Regions from separate parts of the Oryctolagus cuniculus genome. Here region 1 is linked to region 2. The links are chromatin contacts, called in public Hi-C maps. All regions are on one chromosome and are shown on one strand. Each heading gives the region's core, a stretch centred on a gene start, on an enhancer-like site or on the middle of the called end of the contact. The rest is flanking DNA. Distances are from core to core; before and after follow the strand shown.

Region 1 (6,123 bases), core at 2,883-5,382, 190 kb after region 2:
TATAAAGGCTTCACCCTGTAAGTACCATTAATCGATGACTTTGGGACTTAAACTAAACATCTGCATAATTTAAGAAGCCAAATCAAACTATAGCAATCTCTTAAATACCAACTTATTTGCTCATCTTTCTTTCTTCTTCTTATTTCTTTCTCGAGTCAGATATTCCTGAGACCACAAAACTACAAGATCAAGAGATCCCACTTCCAGCTCTGTGTTGTGAGAGCTTGGATACCTCACAGGTTCCTTATTTCCCTAAATTCTAAATATGGATAACTTGAAAAGCTCATGAGATAGATACTGAAATTACAATAATTGGTTTTAAAAAGTTTGAAATGATTTTAAGCATATTACATTAATATAACCTCTTCACCTAAAATTAGCTTAGTTTCTTGTATTTACCAAGATGGGTTCACATTATTTTGGGGGTGAGAAATAACTTGTCTCTACTAGTGAAAATTGCAAAGCAAAAGAATGATAACCAAGGACTTCAAGAGCAGAGGCAAGCACAGGAGGTAGAAAATAGGGATATCATTCCTAACCTGGATTTTAGCCTAGTCATAGCCCTTTTGTCTCATTGAATCTTATCCTACAGAAAAATCAAAGTATGTCTGAGATTGAAATTTAGGGTAGATATTCCCAGCCTTGTTCATGCTTCAGGTTCCCATAACAGTTTCTTATCCAGATCCATCCTCCTCTCAATCTGTTCCTCTCAGTGCTGATTTTAAGATCCATCTTTTCAAATATTGTAGGTCAACTGAAGAATGCTATGATGATATTGTTAGTATTATGTCAAGTCAGTGTCCTCTAACTATGAGCTTCCACATTAGATCAGGTGCATTCACTCTGGTGCACTTTACATTACATTCAGCCCCACAAAATGCTATTTGCCTGCTGTTTCTTTCTAAAGCCTTCTTTTCCCTATTTCACAAATGCTTCTGGTCTTTTTCAAATATTAAAAGCATTTAATTCAATGTGGGATGCAACAGAAGTAATCATAGTATTTAGGCAAGTCTGATAGATTTCTCCAGGGAACATTATTGTGTGACTTCACCAAGGAAAGGAGGAAATAGAAGCATATGTTGTTTATAATATTTTGATATTTCTCTGCAGGAGATACATGGAGAAGTTGGGGGGCAGAATCTGGATGTGGCCAGTTCATTCAACTCTGAAACATCTTAGAAGAGAATTGAGATGGATTAAGCACCCAAAGATAATGTGGCATTTGGGTTGTGGAGATGTGGGCTTTAACAAATGATCCAAGTGGTCTTACATTAGGCATTGCCATTTCAGGTTGGAAATAAAATTAAACAGAAGGGCAGTGAACTAAAAGTAAATTCAGGATTAATCTAGTTTTTATTTGAGTGTGTTTCCTTTCAATATTAATTAAGTCACATTATATGGGAGTAAAATGTTCTAGACTCTGGTCCTGGCTCAGAAATTGATTTTACTGTCCTTTCCATTGGCAAAACATGAGTGACATGAAGTCATAATGTCTCAGGGAGCATAAAATGCCAATGAAACTAGTTCCAGCATTTCTGTGAAGATAATAAGGGCAAGTACTTTGATTCTTCTTTTGTGTGCAGAAAAAAATCAAAGTTCTACATGCAGCAAAATTTTCCAAAGTGTGTCAGGGCAAATCATGAATGATGATTTTAGAGTTGCATCCTATGTAGTTTTATCTTAGTTTAATGTTCAATTCATGTAAAAAATAGATATAGAGTTATGGTTGTGGAGTGGCAGCCTTGGTTAGCTTCACAGAGTCCATACTTAGAAGTACTGATGTAAATATTCAGAGACAGACTTTGGAGGTCATCACCTTCCCTTGCAATCTTTTCACAACCCTGAGGCCCTTGTAATCCCCATCCTCATGCCTCACATGCTCCTCTATCGACTGTCCAAAATCCTGGTAAATAAAATGCTGCCTATTCCAAAATTGGCTGTTTTTTAATAGTTGATTATGGAATAGTTGTTAATAGTTGATTTCCATCACAGGAACAAATTGAGAACTTTGTGTTTCACCCAAAGTACTCAGATTTCACACTCTACTTTCTGACTTCCCAATCTTGAGGAAGAAGGTAAGAAGATACATATCTGTCCTCCATGGTTTTTGTTTGCTTGTTTTTTGTTCTCAAGGGAAAGTCATTCCAGAGTGAAATCAGAGGACCATTTTCCAAGAACTAGCCTTAGCTTTGTAAACTGATAGGAATGGAAAATGTGCTCCACGTTTCCCCTTTTGAATACTGAAGAAGCAAACTGGAAAAGTCCCTAAGTCTTACCATTCCCTCATCTGTGATCTGGAAGCCATCTAATTTTTCTAAGGGGAAAACTATTCCAGACTTATGTTTTTGCTTTCAGGACTTAAGAGTGCTTCCTAATGCAAGGAGTGATCAATAATCTAAACTAATTACGGATTTGTTTACACACATTTCTTACCTCCTGCCCTATCTTCTGTACTCAGAATACATCCTGAATCATTTCTATAACTAATGAGCAATGGAAATAATGCTTGGTAATTTATCTATTCAGGAAATATTTTGTTTTAGAGAAACAAATTGGCTTGTCATTTTCAATAGTTTATTGGAATGGAAAATAATGAACTGATCTAGAGGACCAGCTTTTCCTTGCTCCCAAAAGTGAGCCAAGACAGCTGTGGCCAGGTGAGCTTCTAGTCCAGTGTTATTATGCACCCTCCTTCCTTTATCACCAAAGTATAATGTCAGGCAAGAGAAAGGTCTCTGAAAAGTGTCCTACCATCTTAAAATATGAAACAATAACAATTTACAATTATCAGTGTATCACAAATATCATTTAGCCAATGTTGATTAACATCAAATATTCATACTCTCCTAGCTTCTGGGGATACAGGAATAAGCTAGACAGACTACAGACATTGTCCCTCCTGTCGAGGTTGGCACTACGTGGCTTAACAGAGGTTTCAGCTGCAGATCTTATTGCGAACACTCACTACCTGGTATGGCTTAAACATCTGACCCTAAACTCAGGAGTTTGGTCTCCATAGTCATATGTTAATGGCACCAACAGGGTGGAAATTTAATCCAGTTATGATGTTTATAGTTGGAGTCTGTGGGAAATAATTAGATTGGATTAGTCTTTGAGGGTGGAGTCCCTATGACTGAATCTTGGTGGCCTAATAAGAGACCAGGACAGATAAGCACACACTCTTGCCATGTGATGTTCTGTGCCTCCTCAGGACTCTGCCAGGAAGAACATCATCACCAGAGGCCAAATTCTGCACTATGGACTGTGTTCATCTAAAACTGTATAAGACAAAATAAACTTTGTTCCTTATGAAGTAGTTTGCTTCAGGTATTTCATTATAATAATAAAAGCTAATAAGTGACACCTTAGAGACTCATCAAACAGGCTAACTCAAGGTTTTCTGAATTTTCTCACAAAGTTTGTCTGTCGCTCCCCCTCTTCGTGGAGGAGCAACACTGAACCCTGCGCTGTTCTTTCGTCTGCTCGGCCCTCCCCGGGTTTGCTGCTGGTTCTTCCCGGGTTGGCTACTATCCCTTCCACCTCCGTGGAAGGGCAGTTCCCCCTGGCCGCATTCCCCACTTCCGCAGGGGAGCGGCACACCGCCGGCCGGCTCTCTGGGGGCTGCACGGGTTCCCTTAGATGTTCCCCATAGATGTTCCCGGTGCATGCCGTTTCTCTCCTCCTTTATAGTCCTTCTCTGCCAATCCCAACTCGGCTGCCCACACGCTGAGTACGCTGCTCTCCAATCAGGAGCAAGTCCTACAGTTAATTGGTTGAACTGGAGGCAGCTGTGCGGAAGCTGTTTACTTCTCTCCCAGCGCCATATTGTGGGAGAGCAGATGCATAGAATAAGTCTTAATTCGAGTAACTTAGTCTAGTCCGGATTGCTCCCCACATTTGTCAAAAATACTGAAGAATAAATCTACCCATGATCCTGTGCTCAGGCATCTTCCTCATTGCCTAGTCCCTCAAGGGTGTGGTCTCTGCCCTCACCTAAAAAGGACAGGACTCCCATGCTTCAGTAGAGGCCCTAGCAGCTGTCAGCCTCTGCCACAACATTGCTCCTAGGTAGTACATGACTGATGAAAATGATGTCACAATTTGTCTCCTTGGGTTGAAGCAGTACTGAAATACTCCTCTTACCTTGTGCCTACCACCCTCTCTGCTAAGACACCTGACTTCAGCTCTGGGATCTGACTGAGAAGACACACCCAACGCTATGGAGTGCTCACACATGCCGGGCATTGTTGTAAGCACTGCACAGGTACTAAGTCATTTAACCCTCAAAATAGCACATTTTGGGGTGGGGATGGAAATGTGGGGAGAGCTACTCTTCCTCATTTGTCGAAATGAAAGAAATAAGCCATGGTGTACTAGTTAACTATTACTATGCAACAAATGACCATAAACTTAATGCTTAAAATAACAATCAATTTTTCATCATATTTTGTTTGGGTCAGGGCATGACTTAGTGGGATTCTCTGCTTTAAGATCTCTCATGAAGCTCCAATTCAAGGTGCTGGTGAGGGTGAAAGTCTCTTCCGAAGGCCAGACCTGGAAGGGATTGGTTTCTAAATCCATGTATTGTCACTGGCAAAATTTTGTTCCTTTGAAATTTTGTCAAGAATCTCAGTTCCTAGCTGGCTGTTATCCAATAGATACTTTTAAGTCTATGCCACATGTGCCTACCAACAAGAAAACTTGTTTCATAAAAGCCAGAAGTGGAGAGGACAGTCTGCCAACATGACTAAAGCTACAATATTTATAATCATGGGCATGATAGCTAAAAATCTGTGACATATTCCATTGGTTAGAAGTAAGTTAACAGCACCTGACCATACTCAGTGGCATATTACACAAATGTGTGAATATTAGGACATGTAGGTCATTAGGAGCCATAATATTGTCTATATTCCACACACAGAGAGAGGTTAAACATTTCATGCAGGGATTATAGGCTACTAAATTAAACTAGGATTTTAGTATAAGAACTCCATCTCCGGGGAAAATGGGACTCAAATGGTTTGGAAAAAAAGACTACTCATTGGAATAAGTATGTATATCTATTTATTCTTTTGGATGAATCCCTAAAATAAGGGTTGCTGAAGATGTAGGGGTGTGTGTGTGTGTGTGCATTTTTTTCTTTATGCAAGGTTTTGTAATTTTGAAAATAACACTGGACTGCTTTCACATAATTATCTGGGTTTCCAGGAAATTATATATATATATAAAAGGAGATAGGGTGCCACCCTTTCCTTATTCTCATGTGACAATAACTGTGACTAAAGCTAAGCAACATGCTTGTCTGATACCAAGAACTCCCTATGAGCCCACTTCTTACTAGCATGACAGTTAGCTGGGGAGATTTCACTTTGCTGCCACTGCAATTTAATAATTCCAGAGGCCTGAAAACTGATTATTAAGAATATTTATGGGACAAAATAAAATAAAATTCTCCCAGATATTTGAACTGTATCAAATTTCTTTGAACAATGAGAGATTTATACATAAAATTAAATATTACCTTCTGCTCCAAAAGTGTCATTAGCTTAACAACTTTACAACTATCTAATTGTAGACAACTGATTAATTACAGGGGTGGGAAACATCAAGCTCATAGGCTACATTAAGCCTGAGAAATCATTTGGTGTGGCCCTGCCAAAGCAACTGCAAGAGGGTCTCAAGACTCACTAAATCTATAGTAGGCTAATTTTTAAGTTGATAATATGTATGACACATCAATGATTTTATAAATATGTGAATAGATCTTGGCAGAAAAAAGGTTCCCCACCCCTGTAAGACGTCATCTTCATTAATCTTACCCTACAGAAGGCTACCTGCTTATCTGCTCACACACAAACTAGTACCACCTAGTGCTAGCTGCCTGAAATGCAAATGGAACACCTTGAAGGCACAGCCTTTCAGTGAATAAAATTATTCACCTCTTCCTTTATTTCATGAAAATATATTCTGTAAGCTATAAACTGTTAATACATCTAATTGTAATAAATTGTATTAATCTAATTGTAACTTAAATTGTGAAACATTGGAATACATATTTTAATTTCAACAATGTCCTATAGGAATTCTGTGGTGCACAGGAACAAAACCTGAGTCTTCTTT
Region 2 (5,979 bases), core at 1,839-4,338:
ATGGAAAAATAAATTTGAAAGTTAACAATTAAAATGATTTAGGGCAAGCCTGAGGAAAAGCTGTGAAGTTACAAACGTGAAGATTTGTATTCAGTTCACATACCTCCTGCCTCCTGATGTATCGTGCTCATGCTCCTGCAAAGGATGTATATTTCCTGTCACCACTGGTTGTTTGTAGACCTTATACCACTCCTGCTAGCACCAATTTTCCTGAGCCACGTTTCCTCTCTATTTTCTGTTATTACAACACACATTTTAACAAAGGCTTTGAATACTGAAATTCAATCTGCAACAGTGACCTTGGTCCTATTATTTTCAATTTGTCAGAAAGAGGGAAAGAATCCCAAAAGTATAGGAAGTAGCAACAGAGAGTTGTCTTTGGCAATACTCTCCCAGACTAGGTGGCCACCTACTTAATTTCTTGAAAGCAGGAAAAAGTAGGTAGAATATGGAATAAATTCTCATACAATTTTTGTAATGATTTTTCTTAGTGGGAAAACAGTATTAACCCTGAATGATCTCTATTGCTGATATAAACTGTATCCTATAGGGTTAAGAAACAGAGAACTATCTTAAACTTGGAGCTTATCCTACAGAGCAGCAAATTGCCTTGTTGGGACTCTCAGATAAAACTGGCCAAAACCAGCCAGAACCATGGTATGGTAAATGGCACACAGGCCACTGAACACTGGATGAACTGCTGAAACTTGTGCTAAAATCCCTCCCCTATCACCTGCTGGATATGATAAAGCCATCATTTTTAACATGCAATGCATGAAGAGGCATGTAGCTAAACCACACTTGGCATAGAAGAACCAAGAACACATCTGTTTTAGTCAGTCAGTGAACTCCCATGTTCCATCTCCATCTCTTGCTTCCTTCCCAATAAATACCTTGCTCAAGCCACCCTGGGAGTCAGATTTGATCATTACTCCTGACTCCTTGCTTAGCCACCTTGTGACAAACTTTTTCTTCTCAAAGGACACTGATCCCAGTGTTTGGCTTTCTCATGTGTGGGCAAAAGGACTCATCATGGTTCTGTACTCATCATGGTTCTGTAACAGATACACAACAATCCTGTGTAATCAAACAAGTATAGCTGTCTGGATTTCATTTTGCCCATGCTAGCCTAGTGAGTTTCATGACTAACTTGTTCATTTTATTTGCTAGATTACATGATTTAGAAAAACAGGGCAACAGCTTTGACAGAGGGATTTTAGGTACTCCTGTTCTCTTGGAGCTCAACTGTTGCAAATCACTGAATATCTGAGAATCTCAGCTTGTTTTTCATAAAAAGGAAATGAAAAAAATCTCACTCCATTATTGTTCTAGAAATCAAATGAAAATCAAAAATGTAAGAGTTTTTTGCAAAACATGAAATTCTACATTGGTAAATCATGTTATCCTGTTTACGTCCCCAAAGCAGGTTAAATTTGCATTAATTCACCTACTTACTCTTAAGAACAACTTCATTTGTAAAATAAATGACCAGGCCCAAGATAAGGGCATGGCTAGAATAAAGATACTGTCTTCAAAAGGAAATAGACCTGGAGATCTTATAAGTGAGACCTTGTAAGGGATCAAGTGGTGTGACTGCCCTCACCTTTATACTTTCAAGAAGAAGCAGTCGACCTGTATGGACAGTGATCTACTTAGGTCCAATCAGTTGATCTCATTTGCAGAATGTCATCAGATTTCTAGTATCTAACAGGTGGATGAATTCAATGTTGCTGAGGTGAACAGGTGTTTCACAGTTGGGAGCTGCCATAGAGCCAAAATGCAAAAGTGAACCATGATTTCTGAAATGAGCTCTGGTAATTCTAAACCTGAAAAACATTCTTCCATAGGGAAATTTCTCAATGGATGTACAGGGTAGTTGGCAAATACCAGATTGAACATAAGGGAGAATTTTGTTTCATTGTAACCACTGGAAGGTAGAGCCTAGAATTCTATGTCTATAATGCAATCACATCACAGAATTTGCAATTTGATCTGCAGTTTAATATCCTGCACAGTGTTAACGAAATTATGTCTGTAAGTAACCCCAAGCCAGGTGAATAAAGATGCTGTGCTATTTTTTTTTAACTATTTCTGCCTGTCATCAGAAGCCAAATATTTCAGACAATCCATGAGCCCACTTCACTCCTCCAATGGTGAGAAGTGATAAAGCTATCAAGGATAACATTTTTTAGCATAATATTTGTTTAAATACCCAGTTCCTTATCACACCGTGGAACAAAGGTTTCATTGCATCATGTATTTGGGGAAATGATCAATTCCTTAATGAAGAAGAATCCTGCTTGTCCACTGTCACAGCGTTAGCAGTTTTCCAAACTTGTCTCATGAAACTTTGGATAGTGCAATTGATTTGTCTAGTTTGACAGGTTTTAGATTATGTAAATAGAGTCTTTCAGGCTGTTGGGGTCTGTGATAAGCAGGAAAAGGGCTCCTCTAGATTGTTTCCACAGCACAGGAGGTCGTGTTAGGCAAGCAGTTACTTTAGCTCTTCTGGAATCACACACATCTGAGACGCCCCGCGCCAAAGTATAAATGTTGAGTCCTTATTAGGTACACACTCACTGACTGACTGCCTAATATTTCCCGGAAGTTAATTTACAGGCTTTTGTAAAACCTTCCAGAGTTATACCAAAGTTAACTAAGCGAAAGTTTCCTTCTGTAAGAGGTGGGAGGAGAAAACAGAAACTTTAAAACTAAGATGATGGAAGGCTAGCTTCAGCAGAATTCTTATTTAAAAATATTTCCTCACATTTCCTTCGTAAATCTTAACAAATGTTTTTTAAGAGAGGCATGCTTCATTCGCACCTAATAAGTCACTTCTTTCTTGAAGTAATTAAGTAGATAAGTTCTGGAGAATTCTTTTCTGCTTTCTTACTAAATATACAAATGATTTAACTACCTCTTGCTTCCGGCGGCAAGCAGAACCCCGCCCCTGCGATGCTGCCTATATTTGCTTACTGTCCCGCCTCTTTCTTCTGGACGTCAGCCAATCCTGTCTTCATTAATGTGCGGCATAGCTATCGCGAGACTCCAACTGTACTTGCGCAAAAGAGGCTCTAGAAGCCGAGAAGGGAGGAAAGGGGCGGGGCGCCCGACGTGCGCGTTCACCTTGACCTCACGCTCCTGCGCGCGCCCGGCAGCTAAGCGCTGTGGCTTCTGGGCCCCCGGAGGCCACAACACAACACACAACGCGCGTGCCCACATAGGGCGGATGCTCCGTGCGTAGCGAATGAATGCCTGGACTCTGAGGGAGCATTAGCGGGTTCCGGACCCGGTGCACACCCACTCAAGTATTTGGAGAAGCAGCTTGGGTGAGCGCTTGGGTGATGGAGGGTCAGAGGTCAGAGGTCGGGGGAGGAAGACGTCTCCGGCCTCTCCGGGCCCCGGAGGGAGGACGGGGGCTGTCCTGGAGCCGGGGAAGCTTTTGGATGGAGAGGAAGCCGCTGCGCGAGTCTCCTGGCGTCCCCGTCCCCGGCTCGCGGGCCTCGGGCCTCCGCGGCTTTCCTAAAAGCGGGGGCGGTGGGGAGGGAGGTTCTGCTGCTCCGGATAGACTGGGGCCTGCGGTGTGTTGTGCGGGAGCCCCGCTGCAGTGTCCATGGTCGCGCCCCTCGGCCTCGCCGGGGTCTGCCCGGCCTGCTGGGAGCGGTCGGCCGCTGACAGCGCGGCTCCGACTCTCGCATCCGCTTTTGCATCTTAGGGGAGATAACCGAGCGGGTATCCCTGGAGTCGAGCAGATAAGCCTCTGAGGCAGAGCTGGGCAGCCGCCTAGCTTTTGGGTGCACCGGATTGCACATAGTGAAAGGCGAGGCTTGTAAGTTACTCCCACTGGAAAGTTCTCGTGGAAATCAGACGGGTGACACTGGCTTCCAGAACCACCCTGGGCATTGCACGTTTCGACGCCGTGAAAGATGTTGGGTTTATGAACGAAGACGGTTGTCACTGTCTGTCTTAAATGATGATCATTCAGCTTCTGTCTTTTCCCAGGAAGCTTAGTACAAGGTAGAAATCTTCGTTTGGCGTTTTCCTAGTTGTACTTAAATTGATTTGGGGCTGTAACGGAACAAAATGAAATAGTTTTAAAGTCGTTACTGCTATTTTAAACGATTCCAGTGGGCAGTAAGCAGGGACGGTGGAACTCCCCTGAATAGAAACAATACACAATATCTGTGCCATCACAGAAAGCGGTGCTTGGCTTGGGATCAGGGACCCTGCGGGAAGCTGAGCAGTATTGGGATAACCCGCACTTCCTAGAGGTTTCAAGGCCCGGTTAACAAAACAAGCCCGACATTGAGAGTCCAGTGGTTTGCTCTTGAAAGATACTCTTATCTTTTGCCCAGCTCAAAATGAGTGCACTTACACTACTATTAAACCAAATCTTTTATTAAGAGTTTCAGTTAGAATTTGGGGGAAGCAATCTGCTGGTGACAAAGCTTGTTAGTAAGACATTTTTCAAACTTATATCTAATATTAATTTAGAGTTCAGTAGATGAGAATACTCTCAATTAGCCCGAGTAATCAACACAGAAAAGAAACAGATTGTGATAATGCGAGGGCATTAAGAGCTTTTCAGGTTTCAGAAATAATTGGACTTCTCTTGCATAAAGTAATGCTGTGCACCTCAGTGTGGCAAATGTAGACTTCTTGGTGCCTTGATAGCCCAAACCCAGGTCTACCATGGATTTGTTATAATTCAGGATTTGTATGTGTCTTAATGAAGAGGTAATTTGGAGGGAAAGGAATCAAAATTTAAGTTTAATTGAGATTCACTTGTTGTCTTAGCAATGTAAACATTTGCGTTTATTTTTCTGGCACTCTGTTTTGCTGGAGATACTTCACTCAATATTCTCTGCCTCATTTTGGGCCATAAACAATAAAGCAAAGTATCATAATACTTGTGGTCTTCTAGAACGTGAATAAGAGATTTCGCCTGAAAACAATATAAGGACCTTTAGGTCCTTAAAATGGGGAAGATATTCAGGAAGTTAGAGATCTTTGTCTCGCCTTATATTTTGTATCATTTACATCCTGACTGACCAGGCATTGAAAGTACAACACTGAATAGGATACTGTTAGTGCCCAGATTTCAGGTAGTTCAAAAGGAACACTACAGCCTTTGGGATCAAGTAGCAGAGACCTTTAACACAACTTCTGTGGTAATAAAAGGCTCTCAGGGAAGACTGGGTCCATACCAGTAACTTTGCATAATTACATTTTACACAAACGCTGATATTTGCAGAAGAGGAAGAAGTAGAACCTTAAGATATGTGATCCTTGAGCTCTGAAGAAAACCTGAAGGATATGGGATATGGTTAAAATACAGAATCTCACCAGTACTTGACTTATTTTGCCAATTTTCATTTTGGGTATAAGTATCTTTGACTAAATAATATTTCCTTTGATTCAAGAAATTATCCCTGGATATTGATCAAAAACCAGATTGGGGAGTGAGGGCAAATATCACAGATATTTGTTGAGAACTGGACAAAGGGAGGGCTTTGCTGGAAACGCTGGTATTTACTTTTCCCAACTTAATATCAATGATAATTACCCTAAGGCTCTAATGATAGAAGAATCAGGTTGAAAGCAAACATTATTGCAAATAATAGCACTGTACATAATTTCAGTGATACTGGATGAGCCTTACCAGTGGACATAAAAAAAATGAAGGAGTATGTTCTGGTTCAATCATACCTGTTAAAAGATTGTTTTAAGAAATATGGCACATATTATTTCTACTCACATTCCTTTGGCTAGAACTCGTAATGGGACCATAACTAAGCCAGGCAGCCATTTTTTCTAATATTGTATCTTTTGGGAGGAAAAACAATGATTTTAGTAGGCATCTGGTTATCCATAACAAGGCTTCTCAAACTTGGCTGAGTGCTGGAAATGATGGGATTAGTTTCTGTGCCCTACTCCCAGATATTCTGACTTTGAGCACTACATGGACATTGAGATTTT

The links. A called contact is a pair of places that touch in the nucleus more often than the background predicts.
Region 1: a contact with region 2 is called in a Hi-C map of an unstated tissue, with 2.7 times the contacts expected there. The contact joins the promoter of FBXO30 here to the promoter of SHPRH in region 2. A contact is called at or near these places in 4 of 6 Hi-C or Micro-C datasets (ear pinna, liver, skin fibroblasts and 1 more).

The regions. Positions count from the first base shown.
Region 1 is chr5:22,521,034-22,527,156 of mOryCun1.1, forward strand. It overlaps FBXO30 (F-box protein 30), which reads left to right and starts at 4,133. Exons shown (of 3, transcript XM_008263613.4): 1 at 4,133-4,264.
Region 2 is chr5:22,331,840-22,337,818 of mOryCun1.1, forward strand. SHPRH (SNF2 histone linker PHD RING helicase) reads left to right here and starts at 3,089. Exons shown (of 30, transcript XR_011388945.1): 1 at 3,089-3,329. LOC127493127 (a long non-coding RNA gene) reads right to left here and starts at 3,091. Exons shown (of 4, transcript XR_011388946.1): 1 at 2,918-3,091; 2 at 1,604-1,761.